Linked DNA regions of Sminthopsis crassicaudata: region 2 is linked to region 1. Evidence: chromatin contacts called from public Hi-C data. All regions are on one chromosome and are shown on one strand. The core of a region is the stretch at or near the end of the contact, and the rest is flanking DNA. Distances in the headings are between cores, read along the strand shown.

Region 1 (4,397 bases), core at 873-3,372:
GACAGAGGCAGAGAAACAAGACAGTCAGACCGAGAAACTCCCGACACCACAGTCCCTGGCCCGGCAAGGGATGTCCCTATTTTCCTCATATCCACTTTTAGCCCAATGACGGACAGAATTTTGCCCATTACTCCTTTCCGTTGCTGTATCCCCCCCCCTTTGCTGTATTCCCCCCTCCCGTTGCTGTATTACCTCTGTCCCAACTATAGAGAACTCTATACGGAAGCCCTGGGTTTAGGTTACGTATCCCCAACGTCTACAGGATCCGTCAGATCTAGCCGCCCACTCACCCCCCCCCCCTCCCCGAACTACGGAAGGAGGCTCAGCGTTGAAACAATCTCCACAGGAACTCCGAGTTCACTGCAGCGACAATAACACAGCGGGCATGAAATTCTCGAACCCCTGTAAGGGAGGTGGCTCCGTTATAATAGCCCACAAAGGAGCCCGGAGCCCCCTCAGTTCTGCCCCCCTTTCTTACTGTCCAGGCAGAGGTCTCCTTCCACCTCCAACACCCACCCCATAAGCAGCCTGAGCAAAACAGACTTAAAGCTCTGCCCACGAACAGGTCCAGGGGTAGGACCAGGGACTCGAGCACCAGCCCTAGGAAACACCTATACTGGGCACAATCGCCTTAGGAAAAGTGCCCCCAAGGAACCTGGTTCTGTTCATTAAGTTCCATGTCTCCCTGCCAGCTTGTTTTCCTTTTGCCCTGGACACTGCCTGGACGACCCGAGAACGGCTGCTTCTCCAGGCGGCCCAATGACAGCACATCCATCCTTAACAGCTGCTTTTCCTTGCAGCCAGGGCACAGATATCTTTCGGCCAGCACATCCCGAGTCCCTGAAACTTAGCGATCTCCCTCCAAGCCAGAAACTTGATCTCAAATCCTATCCTAGAGCCCCCCGAGACTCCAGAATAACACCCACAGGCTACAATACAGGACCCTGAAATCTTACATCACGGCGACCCCAATATAGCCCCGGGAAGGGGGGGGCGGGCTCAGAGCACTGACCCCAGAGCCCAAATTAGCGCCCTCTAGGGCCCCCAAACAGTGACTACAAGATGCTAACAGAGTTCGACGAGATTCAGAGCTGTGGACCAGATCCCAATACAACATCTGGTAGCCCAAGACCATGATCTGGAACCCCAGATTAGCGCTAGCATAGTGAAGTGGTCCTAATTTCAGTTAAGCGGTTTTTTTTTTTTCTTTTTCTTTCTTTTGTTTTTTTTTAGACCCCAATAGATGGCCGAAACCTTGGAACAGGCGTCTAGCGCCTCCTACCGTCCTCCTCGAGTTCCCCCCCTCAACAGCGCGGCGGCGCCTCTGCTCCAGCCGCTTCCCTTACCGTTTGCCGCCGCTGCCACTGGCCGAGGTCCCTTGGAAAGAAGAGGGCCAGGACATACGGGACTTGCGTAGGCCAGGCCGGTCACTCGTGTCCACGGCATCAGCACGCTCTATGGGCCGGTGCGGAGCTCGCTCCCGCTCCGAGTCCCCCCGCTCTGCCCCCTGCGCTCCGCGCTCCCGGTCTGTGTTGTCAGAATAGCCACGCTGCTGGATCCGGATCGGGGTCCGGGGCTGGCGCCACAGGTGCTGGGGTGGCCTCAGCGTGGCCTGGCCATCCCGAGCCCCAGGCAGCGACAGGGACAGACTCTTCTTTGAGCAGGGTGGCGGCTCCATTCTGGCTATCCAGCCCGCCCTGGTTCCCTCTCGGACCCCGGCTTTCAGTGGTACGCAGCCCCGTGCGCCCAGGCCGTCCTTGCGCTTTGCCTTGCCCGAGCCATCTTGCCCCTGCACCAAGAAGGGCGGCTGAGGGCCAGCTAGGGGGCTCCGGACACAGAGCCCAGGGGTAGCGGGAAGAGCAGAGTAGGGGGACAGAAACACAGGTCGCCGCGGGGGCCGGCAGCAGGGAGGGCTCCTGGGCGCTGAGAGGTATTGGGCTTGGATGAGATTCGCTGGAGCCCCAGAGCTTTCGGCAACGAAGCCCTGAACCAAGGAGCTTGGAACCCGTAGGGGCTAGCGGGGAAAGGCACTCTCTCTTCTCCCCGGGGCTCGGGGGTCCCAAGGGGCGCCCCGCGCCCCACAGCCGGTATCAACCCAGCTGCTGCCGCGGCGCCGCCGCCTCACTGAGTCCGCGGCTCCGCGCTCTGCTCCGCGCCCGCCCCGCGCTCCCGCCCCGCCCCCGCTGCCGCCATAGCAGCTACCGCCTGCTGTCAGCGCCGCCCCCAGCCCCTAAGCCCTAACTTGACAGAGGGGCGGGGGAGAGGTCTAACCTGGGGAGGGGGGAGTTAGATCAAAGCGGACCTCTCCCTTCATCTAATGGGTCTCGATTAAACGCACGCGATTTTTCCTACCCAGCCAAATACCACCCCACCCGTTTGAGTGGGAGGGGACCCAGTGCCCTCCCTTTCTGCAACATCGCCCAGGCAAGTACAGGCACTAAGGAGTTAACTGGGTAAACCGACGCGGGGAAAGCTCAACTTCCGTCTATCAGTCCTCTGTCTGTCAGTCAAAGGGGGCGGAGTCAACAGCCGAAGGTCTTAACGGGACCGTGTGTGACCATCTGTGAGTATGTGACAGTCTTTGAATGTATGTCCGTGCGTGCTGATAGGCATGATTGTGAATGAGTGTGTCCATGTGTGTACCTGTGCATGTGTGTGCACCGTGTATGTTTTTATGGTCTGTCTTTGTGACTGTAAGTAGTATGTGTGTGACTGTATGACTGAATGTGTGTGCAGGAGCCCTGCGTGGGTCTGGGTGTGTGTCTGAGCGTGCATGGTGTCGAGAGTGGGTAGAGGAAGGAGCCGACTGGAGGAAATACTTCAGCTAGTTGAACACTAATTTATCGGTGTCTGCGGGGAATCCCTGACGTGCAAAGGGGAAACTGAGGCACTCTCTCTGATGCTCCGGGGGGAAAAACAGAGAAACCTTTTTCACGGGGCTGTTGGGACCCGGGGTTCATTTCTTACTCCTAATGTGGGTAGACTGGACTGTACTGGTCTACTGAGGAGAGAAGGAACCTTCAGGCTACGGAGGAAAATACGGCCTTTCCCGAGAAGTAAACGGGGAGCGTACCGTCCCCTATCCTTCCGAGGCCACCGAGTCTCCCCACCCCCCACCCTACCCCCTGCAGCGCCTAATTCTGGAGAGGCCGTGACTCACTCCCCGCCGCCCCCTGCGCCCTGCGGAGCCGAGCCAAGTCAACCGGAGCGGAGCAGGGTTGCAGCCATAGTCTTCGGGTCTTCAGCCCCCAGCCCGGGATCCCCCTCACCATCCCTACAGCCGGTTAAGGACCTACGATGTCCACACTACCGCACCCCCATTGCCATCCCCAGTCCAAAGTATACTCCGCGTCCCTCCCTCCTTCCCTCTGAAAGCAGTGGAATAGTCTATACCATCCCCCCTCCCCTCCGTACTCCCGCCCCTCTCCCTCCAGCGCTTTTATAAAAAGAGCTGCCAATCTTGCTGCTGCCGGAGACCAATTTCATCCCCCACAAAGCTCTTCTAGTTCCCACCCCTTCCCTTCCTATCTTCTCCCCCCTCCCCCCTCCAAATCAGGCCTATGCTCCCACTAACAACAAGGGATGGAGGTGGTGGACTCCCAAGCCTGTGAAAAAAGGACCAAGGTTTGGGGACAGGGAAGCAGAGCCTGAACCTGTTCCCAATCGGTATTCCCACTCCGGACTCCTCCCCTAATCTAAAAAGGGCAGAATCCCCACACAGGGATCCTCCTCTCCAATAAGGTCAGACCCATATATGGTGACTCCTCAGAAAGGATAGGTATCCACCAGAGGATAAAAAAAGGGGTGACCAGAGGTCCTGAAGCTGATGCTTCATAACTCATATCTGTGCCCCATAGAGTTGTCTGGGGTTAAGGAAAACCTTGGTAGTGTCAGGAGGCATAGTATAAAAAAGAGAGTGCCCAGCTCGGGGACCTATAGGTGGCAGGGAAGAAGAAAAAAATGGATCCTGGAGTTGGCAAAAGGACTGGGAGGTCCTTACAGGTTGGAAATAGCAAGAGATCAATAGGGAGATTATACACCCAAGTACCAAATGGTGGCTGGAGAGTTGAGGCTCCTAGGTTGAGGTGGCATGAGTAAAGAGAATCTTCAAAGCCATATAAAAGGCTAGAAAGCCATCTTCCCTGTACATATCTCTCCTCCTCCCTCCCCCCACCTCCAATTACATCAGAAAGATTACAGAATCAGCAAAGAGGGACAGGTCTGTGGAGAGCAGGAAGTGAACAATGAAAGAACACCTCTTTTGCCTGGCTTTTGGATTCCCTCTCTCTGGAACCTAGAGTCTAAGGGCTTACAAGCCAGTTCACCAGGCATTGTTCCCAGTTTCAAGCTCAGTACATGAGAAATCCTATATGATGCAAAAATGGCCCTGATGTTCC
Region 2 (4,397 bases), core at 871-3,370, 140 kb after region 1:
TTCAGTTCCGACAGGAAGGTGGAAGGTGCCAGAAGCAGGGCCTAGCCTGATTCATAGTACAATCTGACCTTTACAGCCTTTTAAGTTGGCTCTGACCTAGGCCCAGATTCTCTTGCAGAAGAGTCATAAAGTACACTCTCAGTCAAGGCTATGGGGCAGACCACCAAAGGAAAATTTGCACGAGTTCCCTAACTGGTTTTTCGTCTGCATTCTCCCTCTTCCTCTTCTCTCCTCTTTGCTCCATTCTATTTTTCATATGACTTTCTTCCCCATAAAGAATAAAAATAAAAATCCTGGTAATATCACTGCTCTGTTCAAAAACCTTCTACTGTTACCCATTAAATAAACCCCTAGCCTCTCACACTGCTCCGCAGGCCCTCTGTCCTAAGGTGCATGCGGCTCGCACCCACCAGATCGTAACTCGCTTTGCATTTAGTAAAGCGCTAGGAAGGGACTGTTTTATCTCAAATTGTGTCTTCCCGGGACCAGCACCAGGTTCTGCAGACGCTCCGTGTTACAGAGGATGCAGCGGGGGCTTGAAGAGCCGGGGGAGCAGCCGCAGCCCTTTCCGGGGTAGCTGGCTTCAGAATCTGTGGGAACCCACGCGGTCTCTCAGGAGAGAGGCGCAGTTCTCCCCTCCGGACTGGGCTGTTCCCAACCCCCGACCGCTCTAGCTGGGCCCGGCTCCTCCCGCGGCAGCCTGCCTATCACACTGCAGGATCTGCCTCGGTTTCAAGTTCAGGCAGCGAGCTCCCCGAGGGCAGGACCCTGCTCCAACTAGTCCCTTTCCTTCTCGTCTCCCTCTGAGCCTTAATCGGTAGCATCAAGTGTTTGTTCTGTTGAAGTGAATTCCTAGGCGAGGATGCAGGCGACGCGGTATTTGTTTGCCGGCCAAACCCAGCCTTTCCTTCCCGCTACTCACCCGCGCTCCCATCCTCCAGAGGTAAGCTCCCCGCCCTTCCCCGACACTGAGTGTACGCGCCCCCCACCCCTACCTGGCCGGCGTAGCCCGTGCGGAGCCCTAGCCCCCACCCCCCGCCGCTCACCGAAGACCACGATGTTAGCCCGCGTGATGCCCTGGCTCTTTCCCGGACAGTTGTTAACAAAGCAGAGCGGACTGCTGTCCTGGGTCACGTTGCTCAGCCTGAAGGCTTTCCAGTTGGTCCCCGAGCTCTCCACGTTCTTCACCAGCCTGGTCTCCAGGCCGATGGTGGGGGAATCGGCGCAGTCGGTGCTGCAGTTCACAGTCACTGAAGTCCCCGCCAGGATCACGGGGTTTGGGGGATCCACCCAGACCTGGAGCTTGGGGTTCTCCTGGGCTCCTGCAAGGACACACCGCGAGTCCCGAGGCTGGCCCTGGAAACGGAGTCGCTTCTATCCCTTCACAATCTACACCCCCGCTTCGAGTCGGTCTCCCAGGAACGATCTCCGGAGATTTGACGGGAACTCCCCCCGGGTTGCCCCACCCCAAGCCTGGGCGCTTTTGACTCTGTTAGCACTTCCCCGAGGGGAACCCAGCGCTGGAATTCCCCCGCCATGGGGAGCATAGACTTCTCCCCTGGGAGAGGACGGGAGGGGGAGACGCAGGCTTCTGGAGAGAAAAAGGTTCTCGGGGGAAGGGGGCTGGCACCCGAGGCACAGGGCCCCCTCCCGGACCATCCTCGGACTCCCCCTCCCGCCCTAACCCCCTCCTCGGAGTCTAAGGTCAGCGAGCGGAGGGACTTTTTCACTCCTTTCTACCCTACCTGCCACCTTCAGGTGTTTCAGAAGTTTCTCAAGTTCCTTCCCACCCTCAATTCTGACCCATAGCAGTCATTGCAGCTTCGGGACTAGATGCCAGCCCAGGGCAACTAAGGAGAGTGCCTCTTCCTCCAGGCAGCTCTCCTGTTGGTCTCTCCCCAGGCAAAGCTAGTGGTCCGAAACAGGGCTGGGGGGAGGGGGGCTAACCAAGACCGAGGGTCTCACCTGAAGATGGGAGTAGGGACAGGAGCAAGAGCGCGGGAAGAGCGGGAAGGGGCCTGAGGATCCCCATGTTGGCGCGCGAGTCAGGACCGGAGTCTGCGGGGAGGGCTGAATGCGAAGCCGAAACGCGGGGCTCCTTTTATGATCTCCCTGGGTGACTAGGGGCCGGACTGGAGAGAGGGAGGGGGGAAGGCGGTCCTGCTTTCCCGGAAACCTCACGCTTTCCCCTCCAGAATAAGTTGCCCGGTATTTCCGGATGGGGGGGAGTATTTGGAGGTATGAGGGGGAGCGCGTAGGGGATCAGTACCTCCCAGATCTGGAGTTTCCAAAGTAAAGCAAACAATGTTTACGGGTCACCGGGGAAGAGTGTGTGTGGGGTCGTCTAGGGGCCAGAGAGGGGTCCGGCGGCGAGTTTTGAGGGTGGAGTCATATCCTGCAGAAAAGATACTTAGACACCTCTACCTTTAGAAAATTGAGGATCCGGCAAATGTATAGGTAACGTTATTATTTTTTAATCGACTAAGATTTTCGAATGTGTTTGGGCCACTTGAAATGTATTCTTTGCTTAGATCCAGGGTTTGCCTTCCTAAAGCTTTGGTTTTGCTTTTGAAGGCTTTTCCCATTTTCTCGACTCGGGAGTCTTCCAGCGCTTTTAAACCTCGGGAAGCGAGAACTGTCCGAGCAGATGGCCCTGGAAGGGACGGAGGGTGAGGGGATGGGGGAGGTGATTGGGGTAGGACCCAGGAACTCCAGACTCCAGTGAAAGAATAGAAGGGTGTAGCCCTCAGGGCTTTTCTCCGTCCCCCCCACTCTTCCCCCCCCCCCCCAGCAAGTTTCGGAATGCGGAACTTTTCCGTGCTGGGGCCCGGGACAGCCACTGTCCTGGCGTAAGCAGCCGCCTCGTGAGTTGGCGGTGGGCGGGAGGCAGTGGGAGGGGTAGAAAGACATCTGGAGTGACACTGGGTCACAATCCCGTCTCCTTGCCACCCTAGTCTGATCTAAAAGCTGTTGTCACATTTGCCAACACGAAAATTTCCCTTTCCCTCGAACCGGGGGCTGCAGTAGGGTTCGGAGAAAGAGGAAGAAGGCACTTTTGCAAGGACGTGCTGATTAATCTCTGGCTCCCTGAATGATTCCCCTCCAGAAAACTAAGTCCTTTAGCCAGGGAAGGGATGTTTCCTCCCCATCTCTCATCCCTCACAGCAATGTGCCCCTATCCTGTAGGGAAAACGGAGGAGCAAAGTAAAGAGGGGTTTTGCTCCCGAGGCAGGGGCTTCGTGGAGGGAGACCCACACCGGGAATGCAAGAACACCCAGGATAGAGCTTGGTTTCCTAGGAAACTCAAACAGGAGCCCGTCCCAGCACTCCCACCGCTGGAGCAGTGCGGGACCTCTGAACCAGGACGAGCCTGCAGGAGCAGCCGGAACCCAGCATTTCTGAGGTGGGTGGGGAAGAGGACAGGATGCCTGAGCTCCATCTTCCCTATCTCAGAAGCCCTTCCAAGGATGGCCCAAGCCTGTGCCTCCGGAGTCGGGGTCCCCGCTCACCCACCTGCTCCAGAACTGGGAACGCTGAGGAAGGAGGGGAACTCGAAATGATTCCGGGGCTTCTTTCCTACCTTTCTGATGGAGGGTCTGCCAGACTCTGTTCTCCCCTTCCCCTTATGGCTGGGCCTTAGTCTCCCCTCCTCCCCCAGTTTCCTGTTGTGGACCCACACTGAGTTGTTGCCATGGTGTCCACAGGGCAAAGAGGTCTCGCAGCAGAAAGGGAAGGGGAGGGGGGCCTATACCGGGAATGCAATGACACTGGAGGGCTGTGCCCTCATCTCCGGAGCCCTCACTTCCTCGGAGACCCCAAGGGGGGACCGCCCCAACCTCCCTCACATTCCTGGAGTAGCAATCCGAGTTGAACAAACAATCTTATTCCAATTCCAATTCTCTCAACACCCCCCCCCCCCAACCTCCCCAGGGCCGGAAAAGTGAGAGACAGCCTCTCCCTTATCAGGTTTCAGAGAAAACCAATCCAAAAGTCTCATTCCTTCCCCTCCTCAACCCTAGTCCAAAGGTCTTGACTAGGTTGGCAGTGCCAGATCTCCTATGGTATTTTGAAGAGGGAATGTTGAAAGGGAGAAGTATGGGAAAGCTAATGAAATCACGAGGTCTTCTGGGATTTGGGAAACCCAAGCTCAAGCTGGGTCTGGAAAATCCTGAGTGGTTGGGTGGGAATGTACAGCTTATTTTTAGGTGAAACTTTCCCCAAGCTAAACTGAACAAAGAGTATCTAAGGCTTAACCCCAGGACTTGTGGCCAAGAGCGGCCCCATGTGGCTGCATGGGGATGATTGGACTTCTCCTGTATGCAGACTGCTCAGGTTTTCATGGTCCTTTCCCTGACAATGCAGGGGGAAGTCTGCAATCAAGAATGAAGGGGGAAGAG

Evidence for each region. A called contact is a pair of places that touch in the nucleus more often than the background predicts.
Region 2: a Hi-C map of fibroblasts shows a contact between it and region 1, with 7 times the contacts expected there. The contact joins the promoter of ICAM1 here to the promoter of PDE4A in region 1. A contact is called at or near these places in 2 of 2 Hi-C or Micro-C datasets (fibroblasts and hippocampus).

Annotation. Positions count from the first base shown.
Region 1 is chr1:72,819,848-72,824,244 of ASM4859323v1, forward strand. It overlaps PDE4A (phosphodiesterase 4A), which reads right to left and starts at 2,123. Exons shown (of 15, transcript XM_074260563.1): 1 at 1,347-2,123. The coding sequence starts at 1,678.
Region 2 is chr1:72,964,831-72,969,227 of ASM4859323v1, forward strand. It overlaps ICAM1 (intercellular adhesion molecule 1), which reads right to left and starts at 2,121. Exons shown (of 6, transcript XM_074260757.1): 1 at 1,966-2,121; 2 at 1,047-1,322. The coding sequence starts at 2,032. It overlaps LOC141538884 (a long non-coding RNA gene), which reads left to right and starts at 2,806. Exons shown (of 3, transcript XR_012481151.1): 1 at 2,806-3,403.